Linked DNA regions of Mus musculus: region 1 is linked to region 2. Evidence: chromatin contacts called from public promoter capture Hi-C data. All regions are on one chromosome and are shown on one strand. Each heading gives the region's core, a stretch centred on a gene start, on an enhancer-like site or on the middle of the called end of the contact. The rest is flanking DNA. Distances are from core to core; before and after follow the strand shown. Region 1 holds the start of Mrpl9 (mitochondrial ribosomal protein L9). Region 2 holds the start of S100a3 (S100 calcium binding protein A3).

Region 1 (6,047 bases), core at 1,624-4,123, 3.8 Mb after region 2:
ACCAAATAAAGTCAGTATGATTTTATGGTAGAATAGAGATGCAACAAGGTAGTCTCCTGCCTCTTTCCAATATACCTTTTGTTCTAAAAAAAAAAAAAAAAAAAGTGTTACCACTTAGATTTGGGAGAGAGAGCTCGATCCTCCTGCCTCTGCAGGGATTAAAGACCGGCACCACCATGCCAGCCTGCCACATGGATCCTTTTAACTTAATTCCTATGCATGTGTATGTGGAAGTCAGAGGACAGCTTTTCCAAGTAGTCTATTCTTTCCTTTCACCTTGTTTTTAAACCAAAGGCTCTTGTTCTATCTGCTGCTACACTGTGAATTTAAGCTTCTGGTCAGTTCTCTTGTCTCTATCTCCTATCACCATAGTAATGCTGAGGTTGAGATTACAGACTCAATGGACTCAAGTTACTTCATCTGGCTTTAGGGGGTTTTGTGTGTTGTGGGACTCTAACCCAGTTTATCAGAGCTGCATACGAGCAATTTACCCAGTGAACCATCTTTCCAGCTCTGCCTCTTAGATTTTAAACATTTCCTGTCTTCTTTCCTTTTTATTTCTCTTTTCACTTTCCCTTTTTTCTCACTTTTCCTTGACCTCGTTAGTGTTCTACATGTGATATATATTCTATATGTTTTAATTATTTAGCGTAATTATTTAAGAACATATAGGGTTTTCCTGATGCCTTGTGAAATAAAGAAGCTTTTAAAAATGTGCTCAGCACTCAGAGGATCAGAGGTAGTTCTGAGCTGAAAGCCTCCTCCTTGGGAACTAGTTTTCATGGTGCTAAAGGAAGAAAGCAACTGATAGTCCTACCTAGCTATGATGCCTACCAACCACAACAGTAACCAGCAGCATGCATACTACCTTGACAGTAACCAACAACGCTCTAATTGTACTTCAGGACCTCTCCACAAGAGGGAAGTCATGCCTGTTTCTGGAAACTTAAGATGTTCCTGCCTAGTGAGGTCATGGATCTTGGAGGAGAACCTATAACTACCACCCTACTAAACCAGCATAATCTCTAACTACATTCTAAAACGTTATCCTTCTTCCCACAGATAAGTGTAGTTCTTGCCACTCATCAAGGAAACATCTTTGTAACAAGTGGACATCGTTACAGAAACTACAACCATCAAAACGGAGAGTTGTGAAACGCACTCCCAACTGATACATCTATAATATACCTGCATCTCAAGTTTAGGGATTGTTGTAGAAGAGGAGGCAGAACAATTCTATGAAGTAGAGGAACAGGAAGTTTGCTATGAGATTGTGTCTCCTAAAAATGTCAGGGGCGCTACATCTGTGAATTCTTACCAACATTGCTACCTAAACAAGACCTGAACAAGGAGGACACTAATATACTAATATACTAATGAGAAAGGAAAAAGCTCACAAGGCCTCAACCCTAGACAAAGAGCTACAGGCAAGAAAAGAATGCTGAGAACAGGAGAAATAATCTTCCCCAGGGAAGAGCACACCAGTTGGTTACCCAATACGAAATGATCAGCCCTGAAAACATACATACGTACAAGTAAGAATGTACAGACTGAGCAGATTATATTTATATATTTAAGAATGTATAAACACAAATATAAATAACAAGGGGAAAGAGTCCATGAATCTGAGAGAGGAGGAGAGGGGTTAGAAGGAGAAAAAGGGTAAAATTATATAATCTCAAATATACAAACGTGTAAAAATTTTAAAATAATAAGATGTTTCAAAGAATGGAGGAAAACAAAACAACAAAATGGAATTCTCATCAGCTGTAACAGGAACACCTGCAGGTAGGGCAGTTTATAAAGAATGGGGCATACATTACGTTTTAAATGTCTGTTAGACATATAAGATGATGATGAATAAGAAGTTGGGTATTCCAATGTGAAGTTTGTGGGAGCCTAGGATAAGAATTTGGACATCACTGGCATATAAATAGCGGTTAGCCATAAGGTGAACTGAGAGCATCAAGACACTGGATACTAAAAAGAATGAAATTCCACATACTGAGTGCTGGGTGCAAACAATTAAAAGACTGTTGAAGACTTGTCCTGAATACCAAGGAAATGCGTGTAGGTCAGTCTATGTAAGTGCACATAAAATGGAGTGTAGCACATCTTTCCACACTCCTTTATAGACCCTCATTTTATAACCATCTATTAAGCACAAAGACTCCACAGAAGGACCTGCTTGTGCCTAACAGTAGTTTCTTTTTCTCTACAGTTTGTCTCCTGCAACTCTTTAAATATTAGCTTAAATACAATAGTAACAATATCATGGAAAGTTGCAGAGTTTTTAGAGGATCCCATCCTTCGACTACTTTTAGAAAGATTCAAGGGAAAATTGAGAGTGACATCCATATTTTAGTGTTCAGAAATTATAGCATGTCAAAATTAGAAGTGATCCCAGTACCTAGAACTAAACCAAACCACTTATATTGTTATCATTGGTTTTTATGGATAAAAATCCTCCTCCTCACCAGTTAATTATTATTATTGGTCTCGCTATGTAGCCCTGGCTGGCCTAGAGCTTGAGATGTAAACCAGATTAGCTTGAACTTGTCCTGCAGGAAGATTACAGGGTGCGCCAAGCCCCCTCCGCCTCTTTTTTTAAAAGTGAAGCCAAAAAAAAAAAAAAAAAAAAAAAAAAGTACGTTTTCCACTGTCGGTCCACGCAAAGCTCTGTGGAAAGTGGTGACAAAAAAAAAAAAAAGCAGTTCTCTCCGCTGTCCTATCGTCGGCGTGCAAGGCGGGGTTGCGGCAACTCTCCCACTCCCCATGCCCAGGTCTCAGCGCAGCCTATATCTATACCACTCAGGCGCGCCGCGGGCAGCCCAGAGGCGCAGCTGCGCATGCGCGGGGTCCTTCTTCCGCCTGTCCGCTCCGCTGTCATGGCGGCCTCTGTGGCTCCCGGGGTTAGGACTCTGTGGTGGGCAGGTGCTGCTTGGCTGCGTCAAGGAGGCATCCGGGAGCTATTCCGGCCGCGAATTGAAGGGAGTACCCCGGGGCGTGACTTCAGTCTCTCTCATTATCAGGTGAGGGCCGGCTGGGGCTTGGGTCCTACACGGTGGGGGACAGGAGTGTCGTTCGTGCCAGACTCAGACTGCGGGGCTGGGGGGCAGACTTTCCTGGGGACGCCGGCGGGGTGGCGGGTTGTTCTCTGCGGACACTCGCTCACCCCAGCCTCCCTGACCACCAGAGCACGGTCATCGTGGAGCGCTGGTGGAAGGTGCCGCTCGCCGGGGAGGGCCGAAAGCCGCACCTGCACCGGCGTCACCGCGTGTATAAGTTGGTGGAGGACACGAAACACCGGCCCAAAGACAACTTGGAGCTCATCCTCACGCAGTCTGTGGACGGTAAGGCTTGGGCCCAGGTACTGACCCCTTCCCCTGTCCCTGTCCTCTGTCCCCTGCTCTTGTTTGACGTTAACCGCTTCCTGCCTCTCTTTTGTTGCTTTGTTTTTACTACTTTGTGGTTCTGGTGAGAAAAAAAAAGTCACGGAAAATTAAAACGTGTGTGCAATATTGTTAACTGTGTAAAGAGAAGCCTAACAGTTCGCAGCACAAACAGTGACATTCTTTGATTGAACAGCTCAGTCTGCACCAGTTTTTAAGCTAGACGTGTGACAAGTGTAGTTCCTAATAAATGCATGGTGTGTGTGTGTGTGTGTGTGTGTGTGTGTGTGTGTGTGTGTGAGAGAGAGAGAGAGAGAGAGAGAGAGAGAGAGAGAGAGAAAGAGAAAGAAGGGGGGCGCCAAAGGTCCACCTTATTTGATACAGGGCATGAGTTGAGCCCCCAGGGATGTAGGTATTACCTCCCCTCAGTGCTAAGGTTATGGACAATATCCAAACTCAGATCCTCTATGCAGCTGGCACTTTAACGACTGGACCTTATAACCTGCCCTAGTAAATTGACGGTGGTGGTGGTGGTGGTGTTTGTAAGGAAGAATAAAAACTGTGAGAAAGTAAGGGCTGTCTCTTTTCTATGCCCCTCCCTTTTGGTGATGCTGGAGATGTACCCCAAGGCCTGAGTACACTAAGGCACAGCCTTTACCTGTGGCTGATCCCATGATCATCTTTTCCATAGCCTGCAGAGATTTCATCTGCCATTCCCGTTCTCATTGACAGAAATTGGAGTCCGGGGTGATCTGGTCTCAGTGAAGAAATCTGTGGGTCGTAACAAGCTCCTTTCTCAGGGACTGGCAGTGTATGCTTCTCCTGAAAATAGGAAGCTGTTTGAAGAGGAGAAATCGGTGAGCTCAAAGGACCAAGGGGTTTGGAAAAATAAAACTTTAAGGTACCTGCTAGGAAGTCCTTCCTTTTGTTGTTTAATTCAAAGATGAAGTAACAGCTAGAACCCAGAAGCCCACCAGTTCCCAGCACAGCTGGGCTGTAATTACTCAGTGTGGCGCATTGCTTCTACTCAGTTTCATCTCTTTCAGCTGAGACGCGAAGGAAAACTGGAGAAGATCCAGACAAAGGCAGGAGAGGCGGTGAGTAGGAAGTTTTTATTGATTCCTCATGGAGGTCATCGCCCTCCTGAGTCCCTGATGGCCTTCACGTCTGCTTATTGTTACACACAAGGATGAGCTAAAGTAGTATTGTGGCTGATGCTCTGTGTAGCTGGTATGGAGTCCTCTGGAACTGCTGTGTTGGGTACAGTGTACTGGAACTAGCTCTGTACATCTGCCTGCCTCTGCCTCCCAAGTGCTGGGATTAAGGGCGTTGGACACCACAGCTGGCTGCTTTTTTACTTCCTTTAAGAAAATGTGCCAATTTTTTAATTTGTTCATTTCTTCCATTTGAAATACTCAGAGCCTGGGATTTTGGGGGGGGGGGTGCAAAAAATGCCCTAGCTTTTGAGGGAGTCCCAATCCAGGAAGCAAGATCTATGGGAAAATATAAGATAAAGACTCTGCCTTTTGGGAATATTTTCAAATAAGTTGGAGAGAGAACTGTAGACACACAGGAGAAGGTAGTCAGCAAACTAAAGGCAGTAAAGTAGGAGTCACTTGATAGACAGCTGGAAAGAGGGTCTGGAGGTGCTGGGGGGTAAGAGGGGAGGGGTACTTTTTTCTTGTAGTAGTAAATAAGGCCCTTGGAATTAGTAGGTTTGAGGCAATCTAGGCAGTATAAGTGAATATTTAAGGTATGCTTATTTGAAATAGGGGATCTTATATGGCCATAGCTGGCCCTGAACTCTGTATATAGCCAAGGCCAGCCCTAACCTAATTCTCCTTACTCTGCCCTTCAGTTGGTGTGATTGTAGACATATGCTGCAAAGGTCATTGTGGATGCTGGGGAGCAAAGCTAGGCCTTGTGTGTGTTATACACACACCTGCCAACAGCTCAAGGGCATATTTTAACAATGAAGATACTCCAGTCTACCTAAAGTAAAGGTTTATATAGTGTAATAGTAGAAAATACACAGCGGGGCCAGGCATGGTGGCGCACGCCTTTAATCTCGGCACTTGGGAGGCAGATGTAGGTAGATCTCTTGAGCTGGAGGTCAGCCTGGTCTACAGAGTGAGTTCCAGAACAACCAGGGCTACACAGAGATACCCTGATTTGAAAAACCAAAAGAGAAAAAAGAGACAGCTGGAAAGAGGGTTGGGCATCAAGTGTAAAAAATATCTTGAACCTTCAGGTAATCTATGTTTAGTTTTGTAAGCAGGAAAGAACTAATGCTGGAGGGCAGGTAGAACTGGATGCCAGAGCTGTGAGGTTGCGAGTCCTGAAGCTTACTTCCTCCCAAGATGCCCCAGGAAGTCTATTACATCTGTGTACTGGGGCAGAGCACATGTGCAGTTCAGAGCACAGCTTGCACGAGCCTGTCTCTCCTTCCTCGAAGTGGATTCTGGGGTCAAACTCTGGGCATTGTTCTTGGCAGCAGGCACCTTTACCTACTGTGCCATCTTGCCCGCCCTAATCCCGAGTTTAATACAGACTATTTCTCTTCCTTTGCCTAGAAACAGCAAAATAAAATCCCCTATGAAATCCTGAAAGCATCTTTCTTCTATATCAGAGCTGAGGAAAATGACTGTTGTGGGT
Region 2 (5,163 bases), core at 2,153-4,652:
CCTATCTTATTTTTCCCCTTGAGGTGCAAGAGCAGATGCTGTCCTTTAGAAGGGTGATGTATTTTCCAGGGATCGTAGGCGATGGTGGTGATAGTGAGGAGAGTCAGAGCTTTAGCTTGTAAGAAGTCCGGCCAGATCGGCTAGCATCTGTGCTCACCCTTTGCACACTTGAGGCCAAGCTTCTCAGTCTCCAGCCACGACACATTTTCCAGCGGTCAGCTCTCCTGTCCTCAGGGAGTTAGTTATGCAAAGTGAGAAGCCATGGTCCTAGGCTCAGCCTAAGGGTGGGAATGGAGCATGTGGACAGGAAAGAGCAAGAAAGATGGAAGATAGCTCTAGTCCAGGCCTTGGAACTGGGGTCCTCTGCTGTGCACTGGGACCACTGCAGAAAAAGGATTTAGGGAAGAGTCTGGAAACTTCAATAGGGCAGGAAGATTCCAGAAACTTTGTTCTTTTTTTGGGGGGGGTGGGGTTGGTACAAGGGAAGAGAGTTTAGAGTCATTGCTATCATCTTTATGGAGGCAAAAGTGGGCAAGATGACCTGGTGAGGAAGGATGGGGTCTAACCCCTTCCCCCCAGTAATCCAGGGAAACTCATATTAAATTGAACTCAGAGTCCAGAGCACTCACATTGCCACAATAACTAGTAGCAAAATGTATTTGCAAAAAAAAAAAAAATTCTGAGACAAGGTCTTACTACATAGCTCTTACTGGCCTGAAACTTGCTATGTAGACTAGGCTGGACTTGAACTCACCAAGATCTGCTTGCCTCTGCCTTTTAAGTGCTGGGATAAAATACATGTTCCCCCATATATGGCAATACTTAGGATTCTTACGGTAGGAATCTTTGAGATAGGAAATTAAGTCTCTAACAAGGTAAAGTGCAGACATGGTGAAGTTAGGTGCTGAGGTGGGGTGGAGTTCTAAGTGAAGGCCCAATTAAGCATTCTTTCCATGTGCATTCTCCAACTCCATGTCTCCAACAAGGCATGCCTCTAGGCCTCTCCCAGCTTTCTCTCGGTGGACAGAGAAGCTGTGTTCTCAGGGGCTGTGGCTGTGCCCAAAAACGTGAAGGGCTGTTGGATAAGAAAGTGGGCTCAGGAGCCAGGCTGCTGGGCTCGTCCAGCCTATTAAACATTCCTTTGTTATTGTCTGTTTCTCCCACTAGATTGTCATCTCCCTTGAGAGGGACTGTGTCTGTTTTGTTTATGCTATACCCCCGATGCCTAGTATCAGTGCCTCTAATTACTTGTATAAACAGTGACTAGCAAGCCTGCCACTCATTAGTCATATGATTCCGGGCAAGTTGTTACCTCTCGGAGTTAACATTTACCAAGCCTTCACTGTATTTTAGCAGTGTTTATTCCATGAGCCTTGCTTGTGCTAACTCAAACTCCACAAGAGCCTTATGAGATGGTTACTATTTTTATTTCCATCAATGAGGAAAATCAGGTCACAAGAGCAGAGATGACATGCTTAAGGTAGCTGGTAGCAGAGGCTTAACACAGATGAGATTAAGTCATTGACCTAGAAGCAAATTAATTGTTGGTCTACTCTGGCCCCTCCTTCTGCGGCCATGTGACCCTCTCCGTCCTGTGTCTCAGACTGCTCATAACTCCTTGCCAATAAAACAGAGTTAATCACAACTCATACTTCCTTCTGCCTCCATTGCCCACTCCCCTCATCCACAGCCTGGCAACCTCGAAGAGGAGATTGTGTCCCAGACAAAGCTGGGTACCGAGCCCAGGGTGAGGGCCATACAGGCATGAGGTTTTTTGTCACTGGCCAGGAAGCCAGGTTTCTCTTCTCCTTCCTGTATTCTTCTGGGTGTTGTGTTTTTTTTTTTTTTTTTTTTCTTGTGGAATGGAGAAGCTTTGGGGTGGGAGAGAACAGAGAAGCAGCAGGAGGGTATTTCCATGTCTGGTCAGTGGTGGTCTCCCCCATGCCAGCTAAGAATGGCAGGGGAAAACAAAGAATAGCCAGAAATGCCAGGCAGAATTAAAATGATCAAGTTCAAACATCAAAGACCAACAAGGAATTAAGCCCAGACATGGTGGTGCACACCTCTCACCCCAGAACTTGGGAGGCAGAGGCAGGCAGATTTCTGTGAGTTTAAGGTCAGCCTGGTCTACAGAGTGAGTTCCAGGATAGCCAGGAGATAGCTATGTAGAGAGACTCTGTCTCAACAAACAAAACGAGTTCCTCTGTGGTTGGAGAGATGGCCCAGAGGTTAAGAGTACTTGCTGTTCTTGCAGAGGACCCAGATTTGGTTCTCAGCACCCACATCAGGGGGCTTACAACTATCTGTAACCCCAACTCTGTGGGGACTCAGTGCCTGTGGCCTTTATAGGTACCTGCACTAATACAGACAACACTCACAGACAGACACATAAGGGAAAATAAATTACAATCTTTCAAAATAAAATCAGATCTTTAAAACAACAATAAACCAAACCAAACAAATAAAAACTTGTTTAAAAAACAAAAACAAAACCGAAAACCTCAAGTGATGGCAAAGTCTGTGAAGCTGAGCAGGGCGGGCACCCTGAGGGCTCTGGCCATACCCACTCTCAAATTTGGGTTTGATGATTTGGGGGAAAAGACACAAGATGAAGCCCAGGGCTCACAGAGGTGATAAGTAGAGACTTGATCCTGGAACCCCATGGGGTAATATGCTTAAGCCAAAAAACGAACACTCTGCCCCAGGACTGCCTGGAAAGTCACTCGCCCCAGCACAGAACACAACAGTGGAACCTTGTGAGCTCTGGAGCTTGGGGACATGCCAGCTTTCTCATGAATCTGTGACCCAAGTTCATCCATTATCACTTGGAGCAGAAAGGCAAGAAAGTTCAAGCCCTGACAGCTGGTGGCTGCCTCAGAGAACAGCCTTCTCTCTAGGCTTCAAAAATACCTCCTTTCCTCCAGCGAAATAAGCAATTCACAGTCAAAGGCCACCCAACACTCAGTGCTCTGGAGGCTGGGCAGAGAGGGTGTTCCATGGCCTCAGACTCCTCACCTGTAAATAGGAGCCTTAGCCAGATGCTCCCAAGGTCTCCCCTGCACAGATACTCTCTGGAGGTACACCCTAAGAGAGCCCAAGATGTGTCCCCATTTTGTATTCTTGGTCTCTTCACAATAAAGAGCTCAGTAGAGGGATGTGTGTAGCTGGAAGATGCAAGCAGGAAGCTGTTACCAGTTCCCAGCTTTGGGGAAGGGCAGAGGGGGGAATGAGTAGGGGAGCGGTGCCTGAGACTCTGACTGGGTCTTTGATGTGTGCGTTGCTAGGTGGGCGGTGGGCCTGTAATAGAGGCTACTGAGGGATGGAGGCAGGGGACCCTGAGGGCAGCCTCAGCGTTGACCTACTTGGGTCCTTATAATTGCTCCCTTCATCTCTCGAGAGGCTACAAATAGGGACACCCAGTTGGTAGGCTCCTACAGCTGAAGCAACAGCAGCAGTGGTGAGTATGGTTGCTTGGGAACTGCATTGGGCTCGGAGTTGGGGCAGCTCAGAAAGCCCTCAACAGGTAGCCTGTTCCTGGAGACAGGGTCTGGATATGGGAGCAGAAAGCTGATGTGAGCAGGTGATGGGGACTCAGAGGGTCCCTTGTACACTAAGGAGCTGTAAGGAAGTTTGTTTTGGGTAGTGTGCCCAGCCACGATCTTGTACTGATGTGGGGGGGACAGTAGCCAGCTATGCTTCTGGGGTAGCCCTTAGTGAGCTCCGTGCTTTTGCTCCTTGACTCTTTGCTTCATTCCTGGGGACGAGTTGGGACAGGCCAGGGCTGCAGGAGAAGAGAGGATTCCTTTGAGTCTTCAAGCCCTGTGCTTCTGAAATAGCAACTGAAGTGGCGCCAGGCAGGCTGGGAGGAATCAGAAGGGCTCAGAGGAGCCGAGCTCCTGGGATCACCCCTCTTTCCTCTCCAAGGATCATGGTGCTTTCCTCTTCTGGGAACATGGATCCTTGCTGCAGTGCCAGGCTATCACAGAGAATTAGACCCCCATAATGCTTGACACTTCAGCCCCATTCTCCTACTTTCCTGCCAGCTACAGTCTTGCTAGCTATTTGCTCCCCATAGAGGGAACTCACCAGGAAGAGTCTTGGCTCTGGCTACCCTGTGTTGGAGGACTCTAGTCCCCCGAGGGAGTCAGGAGTGAGTCATTGGACTCACATGGAAACAACTCCATTGCCTCCCTGCCAGCCCAGGGTTCGCCCAGGCTGCATGGGCAATGGAAGGGGACAATAGATGTGGGGTGAAGGAAGGAATTCTAGGAAGTGTTTCCCTTCCATCTCAGTGGGGGACTCTTCTCAAAGCCTTCTGAGGTCCCCCGGGGGATGGGAGGATAGCTAAAGGATGGAGTAGGTCATAGATGAGTAGATCTATGTATGAACTGGTGGACTCTGCAGACGCCACCTGGTCCATGTTTCTGACTAGGCCTGTGAGGCTAGATTATCCCACTTTGCAGATAAGACAACTGAGACCCAGAGAGAAACAGTTCGCTCAGGGCTTCAGAGTGCACAATAGAATGAGGGTCCTCAATTGCAGTTTCTTTGAGTTCAGGGTAGGAGGCATAGTGAGGTGGAGGGGTCCTGTCAGGCCTCACCACTGCCTCTGGCATTAGCCTCACCAGGATCTGGACAAAGAAGCCCTGGGCAGGGCTTCCTGTGCAAGCTCTTACAGGATGACGCTCCAGGTCTCCAAAAGGCAGAGGCTTTCTAGGATCAAGGGCAGCATCACATGGAATGGTGCCCAATAAAAGACTGAGAATTCCCAGGTGTTGTGATGGGAAACGATGGGAGGGAGTCAGAGTCAGAGGGAGGCTCCCAGTTGGGGTGAAGGTGGTAGATATTCTGCTCCTGAGGAATTTATGGTGATGTCAGGGAACTGAAACTTCTGTCTAGAAAAATCACAACAGGCACAGCGGGGAGGTGAATTGATTCCTTGCGAGTCATACCCTTGTTTTGTGACAGTGAGGATGACCCGGCCCCTGGAGCAGGCAGTAGCTGCCATCGTGTGCACCTTCCAGGAGTATGCAGGGCGCTGTGGGGATAAATACAAGATCTGCCAGTCGGAGCTCAAGGAGTTGTTGCAGAAGGAGCTGCCCACCTGGACGCCGGTGAGCACCTCATATCTCTCCCCACTTGGACTCTGCAAATCGTGGCCTA

Evidence for each region. Promoter capture Hi-C pulls out the DNA fragments that hold promoters and counts their contacts.
Region 1: a promoter capture Hi-C map of cranial neural crest shows a contact between it and region 2. The contact joins the promoter of Mrpl9 here to the promoter of S100a3 in region 2. A contact is called at or near these places in 3 of 39 promoter capture datasets (the HPC-7 cell line, cranial neural crest and second pharyngeal arch cranial neural crest).

What each region holds. Positions count from the first base shown.
Region 1 is chr3:94,440,463-94,446,509 of GRCm38.p6, forward strand. Mrpl9 (mitochondrial ribosomal protein L9) reads left to right here and starts at 2,874. Exons shown (of 7, transcript NM_030116.2): 1 at 2,874-3,032; 2 at 3,197-3,353; 3 at 4,125-4,249; 4 at 4,439-4,489. The coding sequence starts at 2,889.
Region 2 is chr3:90,596,812-90,601,974 of GRCm38.p6, forward strand. It overlaps S100a3 (S100 calcium binding protein A3), which reads left to right and starts at 3,403. Exons shown (of 3, transcript NM_011310.3): 1 at 3,403-3,457; 2 at 4,969-5,114. The coding sequence starts at 4,974.